Linked DNA regions of Rattus norvegicus: region 2 is linked to region 1. The links are chromatin contacts, called in public Hi-C maps. All regions are on one chromosome and are shown on one strand. The core of a region is the stretch at or near the end of the contact, and the rest is flanking DNA. Distances in the headings are between cores, read along the strand shown.

Region 1 (7,163 bases), core at 3,066-5,565:
CTGCCACCCCTCTATAACTAAGGCTGCTCTCTCTGTTGAGCAACCCTATTCTGGACAAGCCTAATTTTGTTCAGTCACTAGATTAGCCTGGACTTCAACGAGACAATCTAATAACAACTGGGAAAACTCCTGCTTCATTCTTCTGCCCTGACGTTTCAGCCAAAAATAAGCGCTTGCCCGGAACAGTCTTTTCTTAAGAGATGCTCACATCCTGAACCAGATTTGAGAGCCAATTATGCATGGTTTCTTAATCACCCCTTTCTTTCTGACCAATTTTGTTTATTCCGTGTAACATACAATCAAGATGAAATGTTCTTCAAGGCGGGAGGCTGTCCTTCCCAGTAGCCAAGGAGGAGGGAGCATCCCTTTGAAGGAAATTATTGAGTGTTACTGAACAGTGACCTGAAACACGACTGAACAATAGAAGGTAATCTTGGTATTAAGGACTTTGTAGTTCTCTCCTACACACCCAGACACTCTTCTAAAACCCACCCCTGTGGCAGTTCTATTCAGCTCTCTACTCCCACAGTCCTCCACATGGCTACACAATGCATACATGTTTGTTTGTTTCGACCCCTGTTTTATTTCTGCTCACAGCATGAACGCCATGTGGCCAAGGGCTTTTTTAGTTCACTGTTGTGTTCTCAAGTGCTAAATAAATGATCAATTGAGCTAAAAGAAACATGGTTTTAGCACTTCCTGTATGGTAAGAGGTTGAAAAAAGAACATGAAAGGAGATGGGGACCCTTTGCAGTCAAATATGGACTCAGAATTCTAGCCCTATGATTCCCTTATCTGGGTTTCTTTGATGAATAACCTTATTAAATACAGGCTTTTAATTTCTTATACTAAAATGGTCCATGGTAAAACAAGTAGGGCATCTGAAGCTTCTAGAATATCAAAGACTTCCTTCCTCCCAACTTGTATGTGCCAGTGTTCCAGCTCTCCACCCCATCAATTCAGAAAGCCAGCATTCTGAAGTAACTATGCACCAGCAGGCTTCTGCAACATGTTTTGTCGTTTAAAGGCTTAAGTACACACAATGTACAAGAGCACCCGGAAGAGTCCACCAAACCATTATTCTTGCTTCTTCACACAGTACACAGAGCTCTGTTTCCAGAGGGGACCAGCCAGGACTACAAGCACCAATCAGGTTGTGACTAGAGAGCAGGTTGTGACTTCAAGTGCTCAATTACCGGGAACTCATTTTGTTTTTTTGTCCCCTCTTTGGAAAGGTATGATCAAAATAAATATCTCCATACAGCAGGAGAAGCCGTCATTTTTCTGGTGGGCGGAGCTAATGCTCATTAGGGACACTCAGACTCTATCGTTCCTCTTAGAGTTGCAGCTCTACCTCCTGACAGATCCATGCCAAGTGGAAGGCATCTGAAAACCAGAAGACCTCAAGTCTCCGTCACCCCCACTGAGAGCCTCGACATCTCAGAAACCGCTGTCAGAGACTCTGAACTTCAAGATCACCTGGGATTCTTTTAAAGTATAGGCACCACTCACTCCCAGATTCTGAATTAAAAAATTATGAAACTTTCTCCCAGAGGGTGTTTGGAAAACATCCTCATTCCACTGAGATACTTTAATGACTTTAATTGTACGCGTACACCTGACATGGCTGCTTTCCTGTTCATACCCTTCTTCCTGAGATCTCCATGCTCCTCTTGTACCTGCTTCCTCTGGATCCCATTTTCCACCCTACACCCACTCTGTTCTCTACACCCTTCTCTCTGTGAGCCTTGCTTCTTGTTCCCACCACAGCCATCTCCCACGGTGCTGCCATGCGTGTGTGTGTGTGTGTGTGGTGTGTACACACGCATATGTGTGCATGTGTGTTGCAGAAGCCTGCTGGTGCACAGTCACTTCAGAATGATGGGGTGGAGAGCTCGGGCACTGGCACATGCGCTTGGGAGGAAGGAAGTCTTTGTTTCTATTAAAGAAATGGACAGTACTGGGAAGCATTTTTTACAGTAACGGACTCAGACCTAGAGCCCAGCCACACCCTGTTACTATGACCCCCTGCACGTGTGTCCCTATTATACCCCAGCCCACTTAAGTTATTTCCCAGTTCAGAAGACCTACATTCACTCTGATTTTGTTTCACCTCTGCTCAGAATCCTTCTATTAGTAACAACATGAACTGATTAGCCTGGTGCCCAGGGCTCTAGAATCAGTGTGTTAAGGCCCAGAAGTGATGCTGAAGAGTGACTTTCATTACTTGTGAACATAACTAAAAATATATTGAAGACATTAAAGATGTAAACCGCTCGTAGGGAAGTGTAAAGGGGTCAGTGACCCCTCTCATCATCTCCCACACTCTGACAGACTTCCCAAACAGACAGGGAAGTGCTAGACCTGCCTTGCAAGGTCATCATCTTTGGAGGATCACTTTTCAGTCAGGATGCAGTTTTCACTAACACACACGCTCGCACGCACGCACGCGCACGCACACACGCACGCACGAGCGCATGCAAGACAACACCGAGGGAGAGGGCTGTAGTAGGAACAAGAAACAAAGCACACAGAGAGAAGGATGTAGAGGGCAGGTATAGGATGGAAAAATGGGTTCCAGAGAAAGCAGGTACAAGAGGAGCATGGAAATCTCGGGAAGAAGGGTATGAACATGAAAGCAGCCAGCATCTAACCAGCAGCGTCCAAGAGAATGGAGAGAGCAGTGGCACCCACTCCCTCCTCCTAGGGAGAAGATGGAGCATGCCCAATAATGTGAGAACACAGAGAGAAGGGAGTGGTCCCCCTACCTTCACTCCAGTCACAAAGCTACTGCCCACCTTCCCGCCTTCCTTTGGCACACTCAGCTAAGCCTCCTGGTACTCTGGCTGGGATTTCGTTCTGCCTAAGGAATCGTGTGTTTTGTACTTGAAAATGTCTAAATGAGTGGATGATCGCCATTAAAAATTTAAGTGAGAAATTTTAAAGTGCTAATTAATTGCCACAGGCAAGTGGGTTTTATTCAAATATGTGCTACAAAGGACAGAACCAGCAAGGCTGAGTTAACATCACAGGCTGTGAAAAATGAGAACCGGGGGTGGGTATTTTAGGGTAATTTGTTTTACCCATAAGGAGGTATAGAGAGGGATTCTTAAACGATGGGACACAAGGAAAGGCGGCAGGGAATGAGTGTGGCTGTTTTTGTGGCACAGAGAGTTTGAGGATCAGTCTCAGGCTGTCAGTAAATCTCATCCTGTGGAACCAAGTCCTCTCCCAGGGCTCCTTTGAACAGTGACATTCCACACTAAATGGTTACCCCTAGGCCTGGGCGTGTTGTATTCTCCCCTCCCCCCTCAGCTCTGAAGTGTAGGCCAACAGCATGAGCTCTACTTCAGGTAGACCTGGGTTGGAGGCTATAATCTGCCATTAGGTGTTGGATCAGAAGTGAGTTGGCTTAACCTGTCTATGCCTCGATTTCCTTCTCAGAAAGATGGAGACCAAACTGCCACCTACCTCACGGTGTTGGGATTAAATAGGAAAAGGCGAGTGAAGGGATTAGATGTCCAATCATATTTCCCCCTGCAGATGGCGAATCCTGAGCTCTGAACAATGTCCTTTTATAGATAATTTAGTCTCAAGAGTTGGAACTAATCTTTTCTTTGATATTTGACTTTCTTCCCAACGCTCTTAGCATAAAAACAGTCCATTTCTAATCTAATATGACAGCTCTTCATCTGTGTGCTCTAAGATCTGATTGTGTGCACAAGGTGTGCGAGCCTCTTGTTCTTAGACTTTAATCTCTCCTTGTATAGGAAAAGTTCGTTTCCAGACTCATCATGTTTGGGTCACTTTTTGTTGTTATTGTTGTTGTTATTGCTGACCATTTTCAAGGCAACCTACAATGCTCACCTTTTACTACATAATATTGCCAATTGGATTATTCAATGGCTAAACTCACGTAGTCTGATTAGGGAGTTATAGTCACTACAGTTAACGAATGATTGATTATCTGTAATTAAAAAATACTCACAATTCTCTTTCAGGCATTTTGTTTTTTGGCAAACAAAATCAACAAAGTAAAATCTATAATTTTCCACATGAGGCCCCAGGAAAATTAATGCAGGAAGATTCCCATGCAGCTCAGGAAGTCTGGTGCTAATAATACTTTTCGTCAGCTCAGAACATCTTGATGCCACTCCCATTAGCTTACGGGAATAGACCGTTTAAAAACAAGATATTCTTTTCAAAGGGAGGCATAGGAGCCTCAAAGGTGCTAGTTCCCCACTCACACCACCGTGAACACACCACACATCTTCCAGCCAGCAGTGGGCATCAGCCAGACTTCCTCTCTCTGCTCTGCCTGTAGATGGTTTAGCTCTCTGCACTCTGACCTTCCTAAGAACACTGCTCCAAACTCTGCTTATGCACCAAGGACCAGTGCAACTCTCACCCCACCACCAGGGGGAGCTCTATGCTGGACTCCACCCTTTGCTTTCTGGTCGTGTGACGCTAATAAGTCCTAATGTGATATGTCTTCTCAGGGGCAGGGGCTTTAAACTTCTAGCATAAGTAGACAGTCCAAAAAACACTGTAGGGTCACTAAACAAAACAAAAAACAGGCAAGGAAGAAAGGGAGGCAGAACAAGTTGACCTCCTGGGTTGCTCTGAAAATAGTTTTTTTCTGACTAAGAAAATACACAAGCAATTCAGTTCTCCCAGAAAGAATAGACATCTAGTCACAAGTTACTCCCGGTTCTTTCCAACCATATGAGGTCTACATACGAGGGCTTTTGCATACACAGGAAGCCAGAAGAGTTACAGGACCATAAAAGTCACAAGGTAGAGAATGGTTGATGCTGACAGGGACTGCTTTTATGGCTGTTGCGCAATATGGTTCTGTGCTAAGCTGAAGGGGAAAAAATGAAAAAAAAAAGCACACTGACAAAATAGCTAGCAATATTCTCTTTCTTCAGTTAATGAATCTAAATTCCAGTTTTACCTGTAAGCCAAATTCCCAACATTCCCACAACCTAGCAGGGAGAAAGCAAGCTGAGGACTCACCTGTCAGGAGCGAGGGAAGGGAACCGGGTCAGTCTTAGACTCAAGTGTTAATGGAATCTCTCCCACTGACATCTTTCTCTGCTTCCCAATGATTTCAAGGCTAAAAGGGCAAAATACTCTCCTGGGGAAAGATCTAACTCCAGAAATGGCACTGGGGCAAGAAGACAGACAGGCAGAGCTTGGCACACTTTTCGTCATCCCACTAGGAGACTCTGACGCTTTCTTCTGTCGGCATCTTGCATTGTTTCTTCCCTCTGCAGCTTCACCTGCCCTAATGACATCCATCTTTAAGTCTGTTTTCCTCTTTCTTTACTCACTGCCTGTCAATCTGTGTCTCTGCCTGGGGTGTGTGGTCTGTCTTCCCTGTGTAATGTGCATCCTTCTGTCTCCCTGATCTTATTTTCTAACTTCTTGTGTCTCTCCTGAGCCTTTTCTAAGGCTACTGGAATGTGGACTAGACTATCTACTTTCTGCTCCTGACCCTACCATAACCTAGCCGTGTGGTTATAACCAAGTCACTTGACATTGCTGGGATTAGATTCCCCCCACTGTATAGTTAGTTCGCCTGGCTATGTTGATTACTGGCTCTATTGAGCTTTGAGATTTAGTCACTGAACGGAATGGACTCCTTTATCAGCCAACTTAACACAGCAGGTGTTGGGGAGTCCCCAACAGCACAAGCACCAGGGGGCACCCGAGGACCATGAAGAGAGAATGTGATTATGTGATAGGCAGCTACTGTGTTTGATTCTGTGTCTAGAGGAGGGTGCCATTGTTATCAATTCTGATTTAGGAGTCGGGGAGGGGGAAGCCCAGAAGCATCATGGGATGCAGTGGGTTGTCTGTATTCTGCTGGTCACAGAGATCAGACATGTTGAAAACAGGATTCACCGACTCCTGAGCCCATGCTCTGGTGTCTACCATTCTGCTTTGCCCCGCCTGATGGTGCCTGCACATGAGCCTCCCATGCAGGCTTCTGAGAAAACGTCTGTGGATCCCAAGTGTGCTTACCTATCCTGGGTCCAGACTATGTGTAGGCTTCAGAAAACTCTCTTTCTTTAAGACACCAATCCTGACCCTCACTCCTTTGCCTGAAAGTGTTGCAGTAGTACTCAGCCACCCTGCACATTGCCGGGCTTGCTATGGTAGACCTGTGCTTTTTATTTCCCTGTGTCTTTCTAATGAACTAGCCTGGTGTCTCACCGGTATGTAGTTTAGTTCAGGGCCCACGGAAGAGACCGGAACTTTTTGGATAATCATGAGCATCACACACCCATGGGCACTGAGATTCCATCCCCGTGTCCTCAGACTGAGCCATGAACACCAAGAACTCGAAGCTGTTCTATCACAGTCCCCTTGGCTGTGATACCTACTGCATGGGTGAGGGAGGACCAAGTAGTCACTTGATAGAAGCAAGGGGAGGGCCTTCTGATAATTCCAGGTCAATCTCTCAAGCATAAAGAGAACCCCGGCTTAACGAAAGCTATAAAGAACTCAGAAAGAAATCCTGATCTCTGTTTTTGAATAGACTGAAATGAACGAGATGCATGATTTTTAAATGATGATGGGATTCGATGACAAGTATGTTATCAAGACTCCAGTTTTTGAAACTGAGCCTCACTTAACTCAAGCTGGCCTTGGATTCACTATGCAGCGTACAATGGCCTAAAATTCTTCATCGTAAGTGCTAGGGTTATAGATACAAACTTCCACACCAGTCTGGAGCATGGAAATAACTTGCGTAGTCCGTGACCCCATCAAGGACAAGCTCATGATAGGCGGGGAGTCAAGAGACAGAAGCCTATGTTCATCCCTCCGACCCTCGTGCCTGTGAGTACAGACATCCCCCAGCACAAATGGTGGTCTGGATGTCAGGCAGGGGCCTGAGACTCGGCAGCAGGTTCGCTCAGCCTTATCTTCAGTTTTCTCCCACCTAGGCACGTCTAAACGTGCAGAGAATTAGCAAGCCAATGAGGAAGCAAGTGGGACGGCGAGCGAGCCATTGAACATTTAAGCTCTCAAAAGCCACCTTTGCACCCCCTAAAGAGAAGAGTGGAGCTGAGCGTTCTAAGAACTCAGTGACTGTGAAACATCCCCACTCATCTCCCAATCTTCTGTCTGCCTTCCCATGGTGCCGACAATAT
Region 2 (7,163 bases), core at 3,112-5,611, 180 kb before region 1:
GTGTTTTATTTTATGTGTATGAATGCTTTGCTTACATGTGTGCCTGTGTCATGTGCTTCTGGGTTACTAGAGTTATGGATGGTTGTGAACCACCTTGTAGGGGCTTAGAATTAAGCCTGGGTTTTCTGCAAGAACAATGAGTACTCTTAATTGGTGAGCCAGGTCTCAGCCAAAAGTAAATTCGGTGTTTTGTTCAAGAGACAGGGTGTTGCTGTGTAGCTCTGGCTGCTCTGGAATTTGCTATATAGACCAGGCTGGACTTGTACTCACAGAGATCTGCCTGACTCTGCCTCCTGAGTGCTGGTATTACAGGTATGTGCCACCACACTGGTCTCAGCCATCAGATACTTACAAAGCTTTGGAATAGCATCAAAACTGTGTATCTTATGTAAGTACAAACAAACCAAGAACAGTATATAAAGTTGCACAGACGGTTAAGGGACGAACATCATTATTCATAGGAGCTGATGAAAGTGTTAGCCTTGGCTTTGCAGAGCATAGCCCTGAGGTAATTTCCCATCTGCTTCCATTTTCTTCCAGTCCTGTCCAGTGTTTCTCACCTACCCATTAATTTTGAAACAAAAGTAACGATCGCATTAGTTTTGAAACAAAAGTAACGATAGCACGGGGAAACAAACCAACGAGTGTAACTAGGAGGAAAAACTGCAGCTACTCTAAGAAGGAATACTAGTTGTTGGGAAAAGGGGAGTGGGTGGGCAGGCCCCCCAGAAGCTTTGGGGGGCATGTAAGTATTATCATAGGCCTCCACAAGGTGGTTTCAGAATGCCGCTAAACCCAGGAGCTGTGATACCCGGAAATTCAGATGAGCTCTTCAGAAATGAAGTCATTTTACAATTTATTGCTGTGGTTTATCTTGAGTTGGTTATAATGTCAAGCAAATGGGAAAGGCAGCATTAGGCCTTAGGAATATTATCACACAGCTCTGGGATTTGCATGGTTGCCCAGGGAGATGCCAGGTCCAATGAAGAGTCTACAATTCGTGATGTGCTTACTCTGTGTGCTTCACTGGGTGATAGAAGGAGCTTTTTCATCTCGTTTTCTACAGGGCTTAAGGGGCTTCATGGCGTCGAAGGCCTCACGGACCACAAGGTAATTAATAGCTGGAAGAACATGGGAAGGGGAACTGGGAGGCCTCAGAACTGTACAGGGCTCGTTCTACATGACACAGCCTCTCTCCTTTTCCTTCTCCAGACCCGGATCCTCATTCTTAGGAGAAGAAGTTGGACTCAGGGCCCACTAGCTTCAGCATTCCCCGAGTAGACTGCTTCTGCATTCATGGTGGAAAGCAGTCCTGTTTAATCACCGTGAGCACTTTTCATTAATGCGCTGTATCATTCGCCACCTACACCTGCATCATCAAGTTGAGTCGGAGTCATCTGTGCTTAAATTTGTCCATGTCCCGAGTATAGAGCGATGCCTGGCATGAAGCGTATCCTGAATGAATATCTACTGAGCACACCTGTGAATGTGTCTCATGAATTGATGCCTGATATGTAGCAAAGCAGAGTGGCTACAATGCTGAGTGCTCCCACTGGCTGCAGTGCTGAGTGCTCCCGCTGGCTGCAGTGCTGAGTGCTCCCGCTGGCTGCAGTGCTGAGTGCTCCCACTGGCTGCAGTGCTGAGTGCTCCCGCTGGCTGCGGTGCTGAGTGCTCCCGCTGGCTGCAGTGCTGAGTGCTCCCACTGGCTGCAGTGCTGAGTGTTCCCGCTGGCTGTAGTGCTGAGTGCTCCCGCTGGCTGCAGTGGTGAGTGCTCCCACTGGCTGCAGTGGTGAGTGCTCCCACTGGCTGCAGTGGTGAGTGCTCCCACTGGCTGCAGTGGTGAGTGCTCCCGCTGGCTGTAGTGCTGAGTGCTCCCGCTGGCTGCAGTGGTGAGTGCTCCCACTGGCTGCAGTGGTGAGTGCTCCAGTTGGCTGCAGTGCTGAGTGCTCCCACTGGCTGCAGTGGTGAGTGCTACTGCTGGCTGCCTGTCTGTTTCCACCACTGTCTCCTTTGTCCTGAGACCCTTCTCCTTATAAATCATCTCACCTTTTCTGATTTGTCTATAACTCTGCTAACCTGTAAACTTGACAAAAATTACATAAGGGTGATTACCTATAAGAATAAAGAGAATAGGAGATCATAAAGGTGACCGTGTTTAAGAGAGGCCAACCTGTTTTCATCATGTTTTACTTTCTGAATGGCAGAAAGTATATACAATGGGACTATCTGACGTGGTAGAACAGAGAGGTGAAATACAGCTTCCTGCCAATCAGTTAGCTTTGCATAGCCCCTGACAGGCTTAGCAAGTAGAAGCACCAGGTGGCATTGTGTATGTGTGCATGTGTGGGTGTATGTGAGCATGAATACGTGTGGATATGAATACACATGGAGGTAAGGCAGGCGGATGGGTTAATAGTCTGTAGAGATCCTTAGACCTGCTTTCTATCTTGTTCACCTTGTTCTGGAAAGTTGAAATTCAATGCAGGTCTACATACAGAAGTGGAGAATGGCTACTACTGTTTTCCTCTCAGCTCCCAGAATACTAGCAGCCAAACAGACACATTTTGGATAGATCTGGCAATTGTTTATTGAAGAAGCCAGAGGACTTAGAGATATGCAAATACTGACATCGAGAGAGTCTCTACCAAAGCACATCACAACGACACCGCAGACAACAGTCCTGCTCCTTAGTACGAACCTGGTGTACCTCATGTACACGAACCCTCAGCTTCAGAGACGCCCAACAGAGGCTAAAACAGGCAAATATGGAGGACCTGGAACACACACGAAGCCACATATAAGCAGGACCCACTACAGCATGGTTCTTGCCTGGGAGAGTTAAAAGAGGGTATCGTGTCCATGGAAATAGACTATCCCAGTGGAAATGAAGCAGCCCATAATGTGCTAGAATTCTGACAATGCCAAGGACGGGTTCTGAGGTGGTAGGAGAAGGACATAAAGGATGGAAAACAGAAGATTTAAAATATGAGAGAAATGATCAAACCAGTTCTAGAGAGACTTCTTATGTAGAAGAAGATTTCCCGCAGTTGAAGAGCAAGAACAGTTAAGCTGACCCGATGTTTCAAGAGGCTGATAGGAAGAATTAAAAGCCCACCCTGGAGCACAGCACTAGGAAATATTTTATAAAAGACCACCCCAAAGCCTTCTGTGCCCAGAGGAGGAGGAGTCAGGTGAGACACAACAAATCAAGTGCTCCAGGGAGGCAGACTTCAAAAGCTACAGTAAAACAAAGACAACGGTGAACTCCTCCAAAATTCGGAGGGAGACTCATTCTGCTCTTGGACATCCAGGGCCAGATCAGAGCTTTCCACAGGCGTCTTCAAAGTGGCCTGGTCTCATGTCTGTGTGTTCCTCACTCACAAGTGTTCAATTTTTTTTTCTTTTTGCTTTTTTGCTTGTTTGTTTGTTTGTTTTCTTGACACGGGGTTTCTGTGTGGCCCTGGCTGACCTGGAACTCACTCTGTAGACCAGGCTGGCCTCAAATTCAGATCCATCTGCCTCTGCATCCCGAGTGCTGGAATTAAAGGCGTGTGCCACCACTGACTGACTTATTCTCTATCTTTAAACATATTTATTATTTTTATGTGCACCTACTGCTTGTTCTTTATCGCCGCCTCTCCCAGGCTTCAGAGAGCACAGACCTGACGTTTAGTACGAGTGTTAAGGGGAGGGGCTCCTACTCCCCATTTCCTTCTGAACTTCTTTGCCTTTGGAGAGCCCACACAAGTTATCAACAGAGATAGGGCCCAGGTGGGCCAAGCAGGCAGAGCCTTCACCCATGGAGTGACAATCCTGTCAGGAGAGAGGCCATCCCAGCAAGCCTTGAACTTGAACAAGGCTGCCTGCGCCACGGCTCTGATTGTGTCTGTGGGAGGAAATTTCCCGCATCACAGGAAAGAGAAAGTCTGTGAAGACTCCTGCTGACCTTCAGAGGAGGGAGCAGGGGTGGGTGGGAGAAACCTGAGATTAGAGAGAAGGGCGAAAGCTGTGAGTTTCTCTGAATGCCTCTAGACAACCATGCAAAGAGTCTACTGTCACAGGACGCTAGAAAGCTGAATGTCAGAGGAAACCAGGCCGAAGACCAGAAGTAATTGTTTTCAAGAGGCAGACTGTGACCAAGCCTCAGATGTTCAGATGTGGGCTCTCGAGATGACCCTTTCTGATCACCATCTCCCCTCCTGTTCTACTCTGCATGTACAGTCACACTCCCTCCAGACACCCTAGGCTACTTCTCCCTAGTCTGCATGCCTGTAAAGTGAAGCTCCACCTTCCCCTCCCGGCCTTACTATTTGGACCTTCTTGGCAGGCACTGTTGGCCACTAGAGAGCAGCAACAGCTAGGAGTTAGAAAAGGAAACCACCAACTTAGCTTAAGGCAGGCTCTGAAAAGAGTCCTCCGAGTACACCTCTAGTCTAGGCAGAAACCACAAGGAAGGCATTGTGTATCACAGCTGGTATGTACTGTTTCTTGGAAGGAATTCCTAATTAGGAAACGAGCAACCAGAGACTAAGGCAACTTGTAGGGTCTGGTTAGAACCCTAGCAAGCGTGATCCAGGATTCCTGGTTCTCGCCTGTGTGCCCTTCCAGCACAGTGTGCACCAGGGGTGGTGGTGGTGGTGGTGGTGGTGGTGGTGGTGGTGGTGGTGGTGGTGGTGGTGGTGGTGGTGATGTTTCTCCTCCTCCTTCTCCCCCTCCTCCTCCTCGCCCTCCTCCTCTCCCTCCTCTGTCCTACATGTCCCACTATGGCTTATCCTGGATTAACCACCTACCCACCCAGATCTCAAAATACATTTGGACAAACTAGTTGAGATAGTTATATATGATATGACAGCATTGTAAATTACTAAAACTCTTTCTTCTGTCTGCCAGCCAGCCGCGTGCTAACCTTAGTCCTCACTGCCAACTGAAGCCTTTTTGCAAGTTCCGCTTTATGGGCTGCTATGACTACTCATTTCAGAATGTACAGTCACTTTACATGTGGCCTCTGGTCTGTCAGCACATCCCAGAATCCTGGGTTTCCTCACACTCCCAACTTGTTTGGCTTCTACCTCTCCAAATGTTTTCTCTACTTGGTTTCCGGATGATGCCTTGTATAGGTCTTGGTTATTTCTGCTCCTGGACTCGATGATGGCACCATCCCTCCTGAGATCGTTTTCCACTCCTCCTTTCTCCTGGAGGTCATGGTTCCTATATCCTAACATGTCTACATTCTTTGACAGACATCTTGACAGGGGGGTTTGCACTTCCACAGACTTCAACACTTAAGACACAGGACACGCCCCACATTTTAGATGATTTGTGCATGTATGTATACCATAAGACTATATTCTGACTCAGCTACTGAACTATCATTTTTATGGTGGATATTTTTTTGTTTGTCTTTTATTTTGTTAAAGACAGGGTCTCTCTATATAGCCTAGACTTTGGCTGTCCTGGAACTCACTATGTAGACAAAGCCTTGAACTCTCAGAGATCCACTTGCTTCTGCTTCCCAAGTACTGGGATTAAAGGTGTGTACTATTATGCCTAGTTTCATAGTGATTATTAACTTTTCGATTTCTTCCCTTTCTATGGTGCTATTTCAACAATGGAACAACCTACAGCTCCATGGTTTGATACCATTAAAAAGAACTGTAGCCCTGTGTGGTGTGTGTGTGTGTGTGTGTGTGTGTGTGTGTGTGTGTGCATGCACACGTGTGTGTGCATGCATGCCTGTGTGTGCATACATGTGTGCACACACATTACAGCATATACTAAGAGCTAAGGGCTCTAACTGTCTCCTTACAATTTTTGGTGTTTTGGGCTTTTCTTGCCATACATTCAGTGTTTCTATCCCACATGCAGTGTATCTGCTGGTGGTAGTGGTGGCTATGGGAACTGGTCAGGGTAAGAGCCTTCAAGATAATATGGTGATTGAGAATCTGGGTTTGATCTCAGCAGCTCTGGGTCTGAACTGAAGTTCTGCTACAGCCTGGCTGTATCATCTGGGAAATGTTAGAAGTATATATGTGGCTTCCCTCCAAGATTCAGCTCCCCGTCACTGAATATGCCTCACTGAAATGTGAAGTGACAGATTAATGGGGGGGGGCTGTTCATTGAAGGACAGTGTGTGGGAGGAGTTGGAGGTTCCACGAGTGGCATGGCTGGTTGAGCCTCTGAGGTTGCATGTGATGTTCCAGCCAGTACTTGGTCCTGCTAAACAGCTCAGTGGTGTTGAGCAGCTAAGGCTGAAAACTGTAGGACTTTGCCTCCCTTCCTCCTGACAACCATGGCTGGGTAGTGATCATGATGGTGGTGGTGGTGGTGAGGTATTACAGAAGAAGAGTAAGATGTAGCTCCCAGCAGAACACTTAAGCTAGAAGTAAGACTTAACACCTTTGACAATGGGTAAAGTCAGGAGTGTATACCCTCCAAGAACCAGGGCTGGGGGAGTGTATTCACTTTTAAATATGAGGCAATTAGATCAAACAGGATTGAGAACAGACAGATCATTCAGGGAGGAAAGGGAAAATCGAATTTGGACATATTTATAATGTTATTGTTTGTTTCTTTCCTGTGCTGCTTCCCCTGCATTTTAAACTGCAGTGGTTAGAGTGGACCAACTTGGTTCGAAACATGTCCTGGATGGAATGATATGTCAGGGAGAGGGGGTTTGGTGATGGGAATCCCAGGTTCTGGAAACACCCATGCTGCAGCTGAGTTCTAAGGTAGTTCTTAGAAGGAGAGCAGATTCTCTTCTATCTTTGGGGAAAACCAGACCCTGTGGGAGTAGCGGGTGGGAGAGCTTGGAACTGCACCTTTGGGGATGCTCGGGGCCTCCTTTCAGCTTCTGGGAGGCAGAAGAAACTCTTACTGAGGGATGGCCTCAGCTTCAGATTTTCTCTAGTATCGTGTCAGTGAGGAAAGGAGTGTCTAGATGGAGCCCAGAGCTGGCAAACAAGAGAGAGCCTGTCTACCGTGGGCACCACTGGGGTAGAGCCTTTCAGAGAGACTGGACTTCAGGACGGCAAAGGGGGCTCCCTCAGGGTGAGAGGAGGGGCATGTGGCAACAAGCCTTGGTTGGTTCCCAGACCTGTCTTGATGGCACAGGTGAGCAGGGACTAGTGGCACATAGATGATAAAGACGGTGCCATCTTTGAAGC

What was found. A called contact is a pair of places that touch in the nucleus more often than the background predicts.
Region 2: a Hi-C map of Schwann cells shows a contact between it and region 1, with 8 times the contacts expected there. The contact joins two enhancer-like sites. A contact is called at or near these places in 6 of 12 Hi-C or Micro-C datasets (the Rat2 cell line, Schwann cells, frontal cortex and 3 more).

What each region holds. Positions count from the first base shown.
Region 1 is chr11:79,972,488-79,979,650 of GRCr8, reverse strand. All of the region lies in intron 9 of Kalrn (kalirin, RhoGEF kinase), which reads right to left. Among named protein-coding and RNA genes, the nearest start is that of Kalrn, 220 kb to the right of the region's middle. Within about 2 kb of position 4,315, at least 2 of the 93 cell types and tissues checked have an H3K27ac peak or open chromatin away from gene starts, as enhancers often do. A contact at or near this core is called in Schwann cells, where this site is marked.
Region 2 is chr11:80,157,384-80,164,546 of GRCr8, reverse strand. The region is part of intron 33 of Kalrn (kalirin, RhoGEF kinase); the gene reads right to left. Among named protein-coding and RNA genes, the nearest start is that of Umps, 150 kb to the left of the region's middle. Within about 2 kb of position 4,361, at least 9 of the 93 cell types and tissues checked have an H3K27ac peak or open chromatin away from gene starts, as enhancers often do. A contact at or near this core is called in Schwann cells, where this site is marked.